Linked DNA regions of Mus musculus: region 2 is linked to region 1. Evidence: chromatin contacts called from public HiChIP or PLAC-seq data. All regions are on one chromosome and are shown on one strand. Each heading gives the region's core, a stretch centred on a gene start, on an enhancer-like site or on the middle of the called end of the contact. The rest is flanking DNA. Distances are from core to core; before and after follow the strand shown.

Evidence for each region. HiChIP or PLAC-seq counts read pairs in DNA pulled down with a chosen protein or histone mark.
Region 2: an H3K4me3 HiChIP or PLAC-seq map of embryonic stem cells shows a contact between it and region 1, with 6 times the contacts expected there. The contact joins the enhancer-like site here to the promoter of Cldn5 in region 1. A contact is called at or near these places in 2 of 15 datasets of contacts at CTCF or cohesin (CD8 T cells and the NIH/3T3 cell line), 12 of 484 Hi-C or Micro-C datasets (bone marrow-derived dendritic cells, cardiomyocytes, cerebral cortex and 6 more), 17 of 115 datasets of contacts at active chromatin or transcription factors (CD8 T cells, bone marrow-derived macrophages, cardiomyocytes and 10 more) and 2 of 9 other capture datasets (adipose tissue and liver).

The regions. Positions count from the first base shown.
Region 1 is chr16:18,771,795-18,778,575 of GRCm38.p6, reverse strand. Cldn5 (claudin 5) reads right to left here and starts at 1,729. Exons shown (of 1, transcript NM_013805.4): 1 at 314-1,729. The coding sequence starts at 1,580. The coding sequence ends at 924.
Region 2 is chr16:18,734,824-18,741,554 of GRCm38.p6, reverse strand. No RefSeq gene overlaps it. Among named protein-coding and RNA genes, the nearest start is that of Gm41428, 6.4 kb to the right of the region's middle. Within about 2 kb of position 2,999, at least 22 of the 459 cell types and tissues checked have an H3K27ac peak or open chromatin away from gene starts, as enhancers often do. A contact at or near this core is called in adipose tissue, embryonic stem cells and pancreatic cancer cells, where this site is marked.

The sequences.
Region 1 (6,781 bases), core at 480-2,979:
CGGTGGCCACTTGATACTTGGAGCTGAGCAAGCACTGGGGGTAAAAGTGTTGGAGGTATTCCTGGGAGAAGCCAGCAACCTAGCTATCCACTCTCAGCATTTCCCATCACCCAAGTTGCCATTCCCATGATGCGAGTGAGACTCCAGCTGGATCCTCTCCTGGGCTCTGCCTCCCCTCCTGTATCCCAGCCTAACTCCAGCACTTGGCTGAGTTGAAAACTGGAGAAATCCCTGCAGGGAGTCTTTGAGGAGGGGTGGGTAGATGAATAGGGAGCTGGGCACAAGGAGTCTCTGGACAGAGGACAGGACACAGTTGAAAGTGTTCAAACCATTTACTGAGCAAATTCTTGCCCGGCCCACCCCCCAAGCCCCAAGCTTCCAGGAGGAAGGCAACCCCTCTAAGGCTCTGGTACCTACAGGGCCCCCACCTTGGGGGAGTGCTGGAGTGAGACCAGGTCCAGGCTAAGTCCTTTGGTTCAGTAGGTTCTTCTCCACTAACAAAGAAAATGCCCTTTTTAACACGTCCCTCTGGCAGCCCCGGGGTTTCTCCAGCTGCCCTTTCAGGTTAGCAGGTGCCACTGGACATTAAGGCAGCATCTAGTGCCCCCAGGATCTCAGTAGGAACTGTTCGCGGCAGTTTGGTGCCTACTTCACCGATGAAATCTGAGCGTTCCACCCACGTCGTGGCCAACTGCGCATAGAAGAAAAGGTCGGTCAAGTTCTTAAAAGTGCCTGTAGTCTGTTCTGAGCAGGGCCCGGCTAGTGATGGTCAACGGACTCTGAGAGCGGGCAAGTCTGGCCCGAACCCAGCATGACTTGCGCTGCGCAACCCAGCGGTGGTCGTCATCCACACACGGCTTCCCGCATCGGTCTTTCCCATCGCGGGCTTAGCTGCGGGAAGAGCCCCGCCATGCCTCCCGCCCTTAGACATAGTTCTTCTTGTCGTAATCGCCATTGGCCGTGGGCCGCCGCGGCGCAGAGTACTTGACCGGGAAGCTGAACTCAGGGCGCCCGGTGCAGACCCAGGCGCCGCAACACACGAGGCCGCCACCGCACATGAGCAGTGCGGAGGCCGCCCAGCCGATGTACAGCGCCGCGCCCAGCTCGTACTTCTGTGACACCGGCACCGTCGGATCATAGAACTCGCGGACAACGATGTTGGCGAACCAGCAGAGCGGCACGAGTGCCAGCAGCCCGCACACCGCGTAAAGCGCTCCTCCCGTGAGTGCTACCCGTGCCTTAACTGGGCCCGGGGCCACGCAGGTGGTGCACTGAGCGCCGGTCAAGGTAACAAAGAGTGCCACCAGCGCCAGCAGCACAGCGCCCACGGTGAGTGCCCGAGCTGCCTGCACCTCCGCACTCAGCGCCAGCACAGATTCATACACCTTGCACTGCATGTGCCCGGTACTCTGCACCACGCACGACATCCACAGCCCCTTCCAAGTCGTCTGCGCCGTCACGATGTTGTGGTCCAGGAAGGCAGTCACCTGCCACATGGGCAGCCCACACGCCAGGATCAAGCCCACCCATCCTACCAGACACAGCACCAGACCCAGAATTTCCAACGCTGCAGACCCCATGGCTAAAGACTGAATGCTCACCCGACGGCCCTTGGGGCCTCCGGGTGCTCTCTGCGCTGCTTAGGCTGGGAGCTGGGAATTGATTCTGGTGCCTCTGCTCTGGAGCCTCCAGTCCTGGAGCAGAAGAGGAGGTTTTAACTACACCAACTGGGTTCTGAAGTAACCTGTTGTCCTATTTGAAGTCTCGGGGGCGGACTCTGCCCCCAGGGCGCAGCCCCCCGAGTTAGCTCAACCAATCCATGAGCAGACCTTCGGCCCACAGCCAATCGCGGACCCCCTGACAGCTACAGTTACTGAAACCACGGGCGAGCAGGACTAGTCCTGCTCACCCGAACCGCACCCTGCAGAACCGCAGTCTGAGACCCTACCAGTTTCTGTCCTAGTAGGGGCTGATCTTGGCAGGTACACAGGAGATCTGTGCGCCCCTGTCTCCACTGTTAGCAGCATGACCCCTAACCTACACTCACCAGCTCCACCTGCTACATCCCGGATCATTCCAACTCCTCTCTGCAGACTGCTTGGCCTGGAGGTTCTCTGAGCCCCCGTGCACAGGTGAAACAAACCTCTACGCCCGCCGTTTTTCCCTTGGCACACCAAGCGGAGATGCTCGGCAAGCCTGTGTTGGGCTTGCCCTTAATTATAACCTCATTCATGATCCTACCCAACCACCGCCTACAGTTCTCACTCCTTCCCTGGAACCACTGGTCTGACACAAAGTGAACACTGCAAGGGCCTGTGCTCTCCTCTGGGATGCTGCGCAACCCCTGAGGGTTCTCCGACGTCCAGTCTTCTCCAGCAGATAGGCTGTGATCCTAACACAGCATACTGGAATCCTGGGACAGCAGAGACACGATGGGACATAGAAAGGCTATGCCTTGCCATCCTACAAATAGTTGTGGTGCTTTGCCACCCCAGCCCCCAGGCCACCCTCCGGAAGCCAACTTGGAGTTTCCTGGCCAGGAGGAAGAGCCCCCATCCTCGGTGGAGGAGGGAGCCGCGGGATTTCCGGGCATTCTTCTGCACAATGGCCCAGCCATTTCTTGAAAGGTCCACTGGGTTAGACACACTGGGTCCCTGAGGCTCAGGTGGGGGCACCAGGCCCCACAGCCCACAACCAAACTAGGGCGCCAGCCTCTTTCCAGTGAACACTCCTCCCTGCTCCCTTTGTTTCCAGCTAACCCTGGACTCCAGCTGGGCTTTGTTGTCTTCTGTTGTTGTTCTGTTTGGGGGTTTTGTTTTGTTGTTTCCTCTGCTCAAAAGAACTCAGGGCCTCTATAGGGAAAGGATGACATTGTTGAGGCCAGCCACAGATGTGGAGATTTTGGTAAATCTCTCCCTTTTATGGGTCCCTGCTTCCTTCTGGAGATGGCTCTGAGCTAGAGGTCTATGGGGCCAGGTCATTGCCTACTTCACCCTACAACAAACTGTTCTTAGAAGACGGCGGGAGAGCCTCACATACACACCCTTTCTTGTCCTCCCTGGTACCTCTTCCAGCTATCATATATTAACTGCTGCCTTCTATCTTCTAGAGACCCCTGCTTTTCTGCAGACCCTTCTCCCTGCTCAGTAGATGTAAACTCAAATCCTGCTCCCCCTGCTCCAGTCTGCAGAATTTTGTTTTGCCAGCCCCCTCCCTTCAAGCTCCCAGGCACCTTCCTGGAGCAACTACTGAACCCTCTTCAGATGACCCAACAAGGCTACTCCTGCAGGCCCTGGCCTGTAATCCTCTATGGCTCTCATTGCCCACTGGCAAAGAACTGGATCCTGGGAGCAGCCTAGACTAAGCTGGCTGTAAGTGACCAGGAAAATATTTACACACTTTATACTTCAACCAGATCCATCTTCCCTGGGCCTTGGAATGAGCCTTCCTGCTGTTCCTGTCTTGTCTTGCTGTTCTGCAGGACATGCTGATGCACACATCTGAGAATATCTCTCTACACGCAGGCCCCAGAAGGTCCAAGCCAGGATAGCTTTTGCCCGCTGGCTTTCCTACTAGTGTCCCGGGAATACGGGGATCTTCTGGGACACACATTTGTCCCAGACAAGAAGCAGCTTGCTGCTTTCAACTATTTGGGGCTACAAACAGCAGGACATGCTCCCTTCCTTCTGTCTGCCCTCCTACCCACCATTTCGGTACTGTCCCCAGCCTTGCACCCAGAATGGTCCGAGCAAGTTCACATACCTTTGGTAAATTCATAATTGCCAGTGGAACCTTAGATACCGTACTCTCCAGCATGCAGCGGGACCAGAACCACTCCAGAAATGGACAGCCAGGGCTGGCAATGCTTCCTCGATCCTCCTCAAAACTAAAGGTGGCCCAAGTGACCACCCCAGATCCTTCCTTGGGGATTTGTGTGTGTGTGTGTGTGTGTGTGTGTGTGTGTGTGTGTGTGTGTGCATTGGACACTGTCTCTCCCAGAGCACACAGCACAGGCCACTTAATAAACAAACTGCCAACAAAGTACCAGATAGGAAGGCAAAACCCAGCAGAGGGTTCTCTGAAAAGGTGGCAGCGCAGCAGGAGTCCAGGAAGAAGATCCCAAGGAGCAGTTGGAAATCTGAGTATAAGATGCTGGTGTACAGATGCACTTGGGCTAGGCAATGTAGCTCTGGGGTAGAGCACTGCTTAGCAAGTTCCATCACCAACACTACAAACTAAAACTAAGTAGATCACCCTAGAGGTGGGACACGGCTCACAGAGGATCTGACCTTGGAGCAGAAAGAGGTCAGCATAGCCAGAGTGCAGCAAAGGGCCAGGGCCAGGGAGTCTGGGGTGGTAGGGGGCTTGCCAGGCAGGCCACCTGCTCCTGCCCTGCTATTGTTCTGCTTTCCCAGGGGAAATGGCACAGGATCCTATTAATCCTGTGACAGAAAGGCCTGAGTCTGCAGAAAAGCAAAGTTTATCTCTAGCAGCTGCTGGCTGACCCTGCCCTGAGGGGATCCGTTGACCTTCCATGGCAATCTAAATTTAGGCTCCAGGTTCCTGGGGCTTGGATTTGAGGAGCTCTTAACAAACAGGCTTTATTTCAAAGGGAGTGAGGGAAGGAAACAAAAACAAAAACAAAAACCCCAGCCTTACTTCTATCTTTCAGTTTCTGGTCCAGGATGTCTTCCCCAAGTTCAGCAGACATTTACAGGTCAACAACATTCTTCTTGCCCAGAGCCATTTCTTGGTGGAAGACAAAAAGCCCAGGCTCTCACTGGCCCAACAGGAAGCATCTTAAGACCCCCCTCCTCATGTCACTGACTGAGGGGCTGGGAACCTAGGGTGATCTCCGTAGGAAGACAGTTGGCACCGGAGTTAGACTCCCCCTTCTTTTTGAACTAAGGACTTGGCTTCTCTGTGCTTCATTTTCTCTTTCACAGTGTAGCCCTGGCCACAGGATTACAACCTTGCAAGAGAGGCCACTTATAATCCAGAGACCTCTGGTACAATTCCTGGGAGCTAGAGAGGGGCTTGAAGTTACTCACTAGCTCAGTTGACCTTCACAGTTCATGGACCTCAGGCCCAAGCAGGTGCCATCTAGCCATCAATATCAGAGGCCACTGTGCTTCAGTGAGCAGGAGAGTTTTGAGAGGGTGGGGTCCTGTAGCCCCACCATCCCTTTTAGGCCCACAACAGTCCAGCCTGACCTCTCCAAAATATAGTCTCAGTATGTATCCCTGGCTTTCTAGTGCTTGATAAGTAAACCAGCCTGGCCTTGAGATCAACTTGCCTCTGCCTCCCAGATGCCAGGATTAAAGGTATATGCTACCACACCCGACTTGAGATATTTTCATCCACAGTTGAGTCTGTGGTTGTAGATTCAGCGGGCTGGCTATGTTCAGCCAGTTACTTAGCCATCTATCCCTCAAGACGTCATTTGTTTTTTTGTTTTGTTTTGTTTTGTTTTGTTTTGCTTTTTGGTTTTTTTTTGTTTGTTTGTTTTTTGTTTTTTGTTTTTTGTTTTTTTTTTTTTTTGAGACAGGGTTTCTCTGTATAGCCCTGGCTGTCCTGGAACTCACTCTGTAGACCAGGCTGGCCTTGAACTCAGAAATCCGCCTGTTTCTGCCTCCCAAGTGCTGGGATTAAAGGCATGCGCCACCACCGCCCGGCTTAATTCTTGGTATTTAAGAGGTTATGTTACTGATATTATCTGATGCCACCTTTCTATTGCCTATAATCAGCATTGTGTAACCCCAGTTTCAAAAGTTTATTAATTCACTGGGCATGGTGGTCACATTTGTAATCCCAGCTCGAAGGTACTGAGGCACAATGATTACAAGTTAGAGACCAGCCTGGACTACATAGTAAGATCCTTCATCAAATCAAAAAACCCCAGATATCTGGCAGTTTTGCAAAAGATATGGTTAATGAACCTATAGACATAAAAATAGGAACTGTCCCAAAAGAAATCCACATGGAACAACTCTCCCGTGGGGAGAAAGCTGAGCTGCAGGGTGACTCAGACAGGTCAGTGGACATGTAATTAGAGTCTCCAAGCCATCTCTCTGGCCTCAATAATCATGTCTTAAATGCATTAACTATGTGCTATTTTATTATATTTATATAATAAGTTCTTCAGATATTTTCATATAAAAAGAATTCCAAGATAGTAGGAAGCAAGAATGTGAGAAGCAAACTATTGGTGCATAATAATAGACTTTCCTCCTCTTTTCCTTGTCTAAACTCTGATTCATAATTGAAGCAAAAGTATTGCAGTACATGCTGTGGTTCTCATTTACAAAGTAGAGACAACACTTAAATATGATAACATCAGGAAGGGGGGATAGGAGACACCTCAACATAGTGACATCAGGAAGGGGAGATAGGAGACACCTCAGCTAAGTGACATCAGGAATGGGGGATAGGAGACACCTCAACATAGTGACATCAGAAAGAGGGGATAAGAGACACCTCAACAAGGTGACATCAGGAAGAGGGGATAGGAGACACCTCAACATAGTGACATCAGGAAGTGGGGACAGGAGACACTCAACATAGTGATGTCAAGAATGAGGAAAATCCCACCTGAAAAGTATTGCCACCAAGAAACTTTGCTGAGTTAAACACACAGTGCACACAGTGTTTTTCTGAAGTGGTTTCCAATAGTTGCAAAAATGGTTTCCTTGATGAGGAGTGAAAACCACACTTATCTGTGAGTATAAGGGTCAATGGTTATAGATTGTTGTTAAGGATTATGCTGGTCTAAAAGAATAGT
Region 2 (6,731 bases), core at 1,750-4,249, 38 kb after region 1:
CTGGCCTCGAACTCAGAAATCCGCCTGCCTCTGCCTCCCAAGTGCTGGGATTAAAGGCGTGCACCACCATGCTCTGCTAGTTCTTTTTTTAATAAAATATTTTTACTTCATGCCTATTGGTTTTTTTGACTGCAAAGTATTTCCGTGTGAGGGTGTCAGATCTCCTGGGTCAGGAGTTACAGACAGTTGTGAGCTGCCATGTCAGTGCTGGGAATTGAACCTGGGTTCTCTGGAAGAGTAGCCAGTGCTCTCAACCACTGAGCCATCTCTCTCCAAGACCCGTGCGAGTAGTTCTTTACCTTCCTCTCAGTTCCAGTACATCCAAGGATATCCCCACCCCACCCCCAGCCCAGGCCAGAAGTCACGCCTTCACTCTCCTGCCTAGTTATTGGCCATCAGCTCTTTATTAAGCCAACCAACAGGTGAGGGAGAAAGAGTGCTCACAAAATACGGAGGCAGGCAGGCAATGATGCCTAAGAATAACAATACCAAAACCCTGGTTAGTACTCAGCTCTCTGCCCAGTAGAGCAATCAACAACTGACAATTCAGAGACACCGTCACACAATGTACCCCAACAACCTGTACGTGGTCACATCTCCCACCTGACTCTCTCAACCTCTAACCTACTCGGTCTCCCTCAATTTGCCCTTTGGGGATTTTACTTCAGTGGACGATTGTTGATGCAGGGCTAGTATGCAGAGCCCTGGGACTGACTGACCCTCAGCACTACATAAACTGGACACTGTACACATCTTACACCCTGTCCTTGGGAAGTAGAGGTATGAAAGTCAAGAAGTTTAAAGTCATCCTTCTTTACTTGTTTAAGGGCAGCCTGGGCTACATGGGATATAGTCTCAAAAGGGGGCATAATTAACCAAGTGTGATGGAGCACACCTTTAATCCCAGCACTCAGGAGGCAGAGGCAGGTGGATTTCTGAGTTACAGGTCAGTCTGGTCTATAGAGTGAATTCTAGGATACCAGGGCTACACAGAAAAACCTTGTTTCAAAAATCAAGGAAGGGAGAGAGGGAGAAAGGGAGGGAGGAAAAAAGAGAGGGGGGAGACAGGGGAGGGGGAAGGGGAGGGGAGGGGGGAGGGGATGGGGGACAGGGAGAGGGGGAGAGGAAGAGGGAGGGGGAGGAGGAGAGGAAGGGGGAGGGGGAGGGGGAGGGGGAGAGGGAGAAAGTTAAGGAATGGCCCAGTAGATATAGTGCCTGCTACCCAAGCACAGGGAGAGCAGGGCATGATGGTGCACATCTGTAGCCCTGGGGATGGAAACATGGAAGACTCCAAGGTCAGTGAGAAACATTGTCTCAAAAAAATTAAGGTGGAGAGTCAAAGAAGAGGAAACCAATGTTGACCTCCAGCCTCTGTGTGCATACACACACACACACACACACACACACACACACACACACACACACACAAGGGCACGCTTGCATACAAACATATACATGCAGAAACATGTACACAAGCACACACATAAACATGCACAGGCACACGCAAAGGCCATTTTGATAGAATCCAACTACCTGGTTCCCTTCACAATGACAGCAAAAGCCAGGCAGCTGCTATTTGGCTCCATGGTTCACGTGTCTGTGTTTGTATCCTTCCTCACCTGGGCTTCTTTTAATGTAGGGACTGGAGAGGTGGGTGTTGTATTAATGACTATGAGGTCAGCATGCACATCCACAGCCACTTCCCCAAGGTGGCTTAGTCAGAGTTTGGGTGGGGTCCCTTGTATTCCTGCCTGGGTGGTGCCCAGGAGCTGGAATTTCCTAGGATTCAGTCTCCAAGCCAAGCATCTGGAGCAGGTCAGAAATCCTCCTGGACCCCGATGAGCCACAGTTAGCCTTCCATCTCTGAGGACTGAGCACAGTGCTTTGAGTGGATGGGAACTGCAGCATCTGTAGTAGTCAGGGCAGCACTCTGACATCTGGAGAGACCTCCAAGTAGCCTGGACCCACAAACAAACGATGTAAGAACGCTCAGCCTCTATCCCTCAAACTCCCTAGCCATGTCACAGCTTTGCTAGGGAAGCTGTGGGACACGAAGGTCACACAGCTGATGTCTGAGGTAAGCCATGACCCCTGTGGAGCACACCCCTCCTCTCCCCACATCTCCTGTGGCTCCCACTTCCTCACAGCAACAGTCAGTGATCCCAGTGTGGCTGTACCCTCTCTTTCCAGCTCCTCCCCACCATCACTGGCCATACCATGTAACCCCCCCCCCCGTTTCCCCCAGTAGAGCAGGCACACCCTACCTAGCCTGGGAAACTTTGAGCTGGTTGATCGTCTGGCATGGGTTTTTTGGCTTCATTCACTCTCCAAGTCTGCTGAGATACCACTTCCACAATGTCTGCCAAGGGAATAGACATCCAGGAAGCTTCCAGAGTGTGAGTGATTCTAGCAGGCATTTGGACAGTCAAGCCCCACCTCCCGTCCCTGTCCCCAAGAGAACTGTTATAGGCTCCGTTATGCCCAAACAGTTCAGACCCACTAGGGTTTGGGTGAAAGGGGGCCTGGGAACGGGCAAAGCGCTGGAGTCTTAACTCCCCTCACATGTATTCTGAAGCCAGCCTTGAGGCTGGATACCTACAGGGCCACCACCACCACCACCACCCCAGCCCCATCCCTGAACTGACAGAGGTCTCTCTAACCCTGAAGCATAGTTAGTACACAGTAAGTGGGCCCTGTGTGAGCGCAAACCCTACATTTCCTAAATACAGGTCATGCGCAACAAGCAGGCCCCATCCCCAGCCTGTGGTTTGCTTCCCTCCTGCTGCAGTCAGCCTTTCTCTTCCCGGGACAAGAGCTCTCATAGCTCCCGTGCAGCCGAAAGTAAAGCTGGAGAATAGAAAATAGTAGAAGATTCCAGAGATTAGCACAGGAAGAGTGGCAGAGGAGGCAGCCTGCTCTGCAGAGACACAGGAGGTAAGCCCTGTCTCACTTGGTGTTTGGTTTCAGACCCCAGAACAAGGGACTGAGATGCATATTTTACATATCAAAGCAGACCTGGCTTCCAGGTTCACCCAGCATCCCTCAGTCCCTTCCTGGCAGACTCTGTCCTCAACCCTGAACTTTCCAGCCCAGGGGCTGGGCTGCCCTTCCCCTAGAGGCTCTTCCCTATATAATCCAGATATTTTGGTCTGCTCTCTGTTGGCATTCCTTCTATGCTCCACCCAACAGTGACCTAGCAACAGCCAGGTAGGCCTGGCTTGCAATAAGAGGAACTGTTTGGCCTCTCTGACTCTCTGATTCCCTTCACTCTCTCTGACCCCTTTCTCCCTCTCTCCCTTTCCCCCTCCTCCCCCTTTCTCCATGTGCTCCTGGCCAGCCCCGTCTGTCTCTGTCTCTCTCTGTCTCTTTCTGTCTCTGTCTCTCTTTCTCTGTCTCTTTCTGTCTCTCTCTGTCTCTTTGTCTCTGTCTCTCCTTCTCTGTCCCCTCTCTTTCTCTGCCTCTACTCCCTTCTCAACTCCCCTTCCCATGCCCACAAATAAACTCTATTCTATACTAGACCTGTCTAGTATATGACTGGTACCTCGAGGAAGGAAGGAGGGATGCTTCAGTGTGGACCACTGAGTAAAGTACCCCCTCCCACTATACTATACCTCCCTTCTATAAAACATATCCTTGGATAACACATTGCTCTTCTTCTTCTTCTTCTTCTTCTTCTTCTTCTTCTTCTTCTTCTTCTTCTTCTTCTTCTTCTTCTTCTTCTTCTTCTCCTCCTCCTCCTCCTCCTCCTCCTCCTCCTCCTTCTCCTCCTCTTCCTCCTCCTCTCCTCCTCCTCCTCCTTCCCCTCCTCCTCCTCCTTCTCCTTCTCTCCTCCTCCTTCCCCTCCTCCTCCTCCTCCTTCTCCTCCTTCTCCTTTTCCTCCTCCTCTTCTTCCTCTTCCTCCTCCTCTTCCTCCTTCTTCTCCTTCTTCCTCTTCTTCTTCCTCTCCCTTTTCTTCTTTTTCCTTTTCCTCTTCTTCTCCTGTCTCTCTTACCCATGCCCTTTCTCTCTTTCTCTTCCTCCTACCCCCTTCTCTTCCCATGGTGACTTCCCTGGCCTCAGTCCTTGGAGCCAGTCAAATCACCCAAGAGCAGCTTCCCAATAAACATGCCTGTAATATAATCTAATCTGGTTTGAATAGGCTCATTTCACCAGCAGAGAAATAATTTTATCACTTGGGTTTTATTCAAGCCCTCCCCACCTCCCTCACCCACTACAGGAACAGAGAGAGGCAGACACTGTCACTGGCCTTTACAAGTCCTTTGCCAATCCCCCCCCCCCATCCTTTCCCTTATTTTTTGTTCTCTTGGAGCCATGCTACAGGTGGGCAGGCTCATCCCCAAGCCCTTGTGCATCTCTCTCTTAATCTGCTATCTCTTCTCCTGTAACTCTCCATGTGTCTCTGGAAGCCCCAGCAGCCACTCAGGTGGGTACAAGGGGATCCTGAGTCTGACTGGATGGGTCCAGTGTACCAGGTGGAAGGAGAGAACAAGCTCTGGCAAGTTGTCCTCTGACCTCCACATGTGTTGTGGCACACACAGAACCAAGAAATGTAAAATGCTTTTTAACAAGATTACCAGTGTTGGAAACAGACTCAGTATCTCAGTGTTGCACTTTAAAACATTTTTTTTTCTTAAAGACTTATCCATCTTATTTTATGTTGTATTTTGCCTGCATGTATGCATGCGCGTCATGTGTATGTATGGTGCCTGAGGAGGTCAGAATAGAACATCAGATCTGGAACTGGAGATGATTGTGGACTGCCAAGTGAGTGCTGGGTCCCAAACCCAGGTCCTCTGCAAGAGCAACAAGTGCTCTTAACCACTGAGCATCGCTGCAGCCTTCACCTTAGGTTTTGAGACAGAGTCACTGAGCTAGAACTAGCCTGCTAAAGTAGCTGGCCAGTGAGCTTCAGGGATCCTCCTGCCTCTGCCTCCTCAATGCCAGATTACAGGTTCTCAGTTACCTTTCCTTCTATGCTCCACGCAACGATTACCTAGCAACAGCCAGGTAGGTCTGGCTCGATATAAAAGGGAGTTTGTGCTTGTTCTCTCTCTCTTTCTCTTTCTCTCTCCCTCCCTCCCCCCTCCCTATTTTTTTCTGTCTCTGTTCCCTTCTCAACTCCTGTTCCTACGCCCTAAATAAGCTCTGTTCTGTACTATCCCCGTGTAGTATATGGCTGGTACCACAGGGGGTAGTGATGCTTCAGTGTGGGCCAGCGGGAGACATGAGGCACCCTTCACACCTCACCATATCGCACTCTACAAAACGTATTCTGATCTTTTTAATAAAACACAGCATTCAACACTGAATAAAATGGGTGCGGTAAAGAAACCAACGTAGCAGCTCTGTGGGTTAAAAGGAAAAAATTTACACCAAACAGCCAAGACTGTGTCTCAGGAAAGAGGCTGGAGGTTCCAGAGCATGGAAGTCCAGGGTTATTAGGGGACAGGTACCTGGGAGGAGGAGAACCCATAAACTGAGGTGGAAGACTTGAAGTGTGTAGCAGGTACTAGTGACTGGGGATTGAAGGGGCCTAGAAGTTAGCGTGGACCTTGATGTGCAATAGACACCACAGGCGATTGTTAATGGAAATGCACCCTTATGCCAGAGAGGAGGAGAAAGGTTCCTTTTAGCAGGTAGAAATTATTTTCTCAAGACCCTGAGGGGACGCTGGCTTTGCCAGACTTTGGGAAGAGAGATTTCTTGGGACCAGAGACAACTGCTAAACCAAATTTTTTGTTTGTTTGTTTTTACATTTACTTCATTTTTATGTGTTTGAATGTTTTGCTTGCATGTTTGTCTGTGCACCATGTACATGCGTGGTGCCCACCGAGGTCATAGGCACTGGATTCCCTGGTACTAGAGTGATGGGTGGTTTTAGGCCTCCATGTGAGTGCTGGGAGTTGAACACTGGTCCTCTGCAAGAACAAGTTCTTTTAACTATTGAGCATCTCTCTACTTCCAAGCCTGGTTTTTCTAGGTGGGTATGTGACAGCCACAGTTATGTTTAAGTTTTAATTACTGTGCCTAACATATCCATAAAACAACGTGCCTCTAGCCTATAAGCCATTTGCCCGAAGACAGATACTTCCCGAAACACTGGAGGTTGTTTATGGGAAATAAAGGCACGCTTATCTCCTCCCTAGATAAGTGTTTTTGACCCAACGGCTCCAGCTGTGCTCGATCACATCTGTAGGTAGGAAATATGTCACGATGTATGCTTGCCCCTGATTGGACCTGCTGGGAAATATATAGCCTTATAGGTTTGCTTTTATAAGCCTCATCAAAATGTGACTTGTCACTATTTTTCTGGGAACCAAGAAATAGACATGATCAGAGTCCATCATTCTAGCCAGTATTTAATTAAAGCTTGCTTCAAGTTTGGCTCAGAACTGTGGTAGTGGTCTTATTCCTGAACAGTGGGACCAACAGTAGCTAGGGATCAGAATTATACAGATCCTAGTGCAAGGGCTTTACTGAGACAAGCCCAGCCCTATCCCTTTTTTAATTAAAAATTTTATTTTATGTGTATGACTACTTTGCCTGCAAATAGGTAGATAGATAGATAGAAAAAAGATAGAAAGAAAGATAGATTGAAAGAAAGATAGATAGATGATTGATAGATAGAAAGATATATAGATGATAGGTAGATAGATAGACAGACAGACAGACAGACAGACAGATAGATAGAGTCTTTGAGGGCCAGAAGAGGCCACTGGATTCGCTGGAAC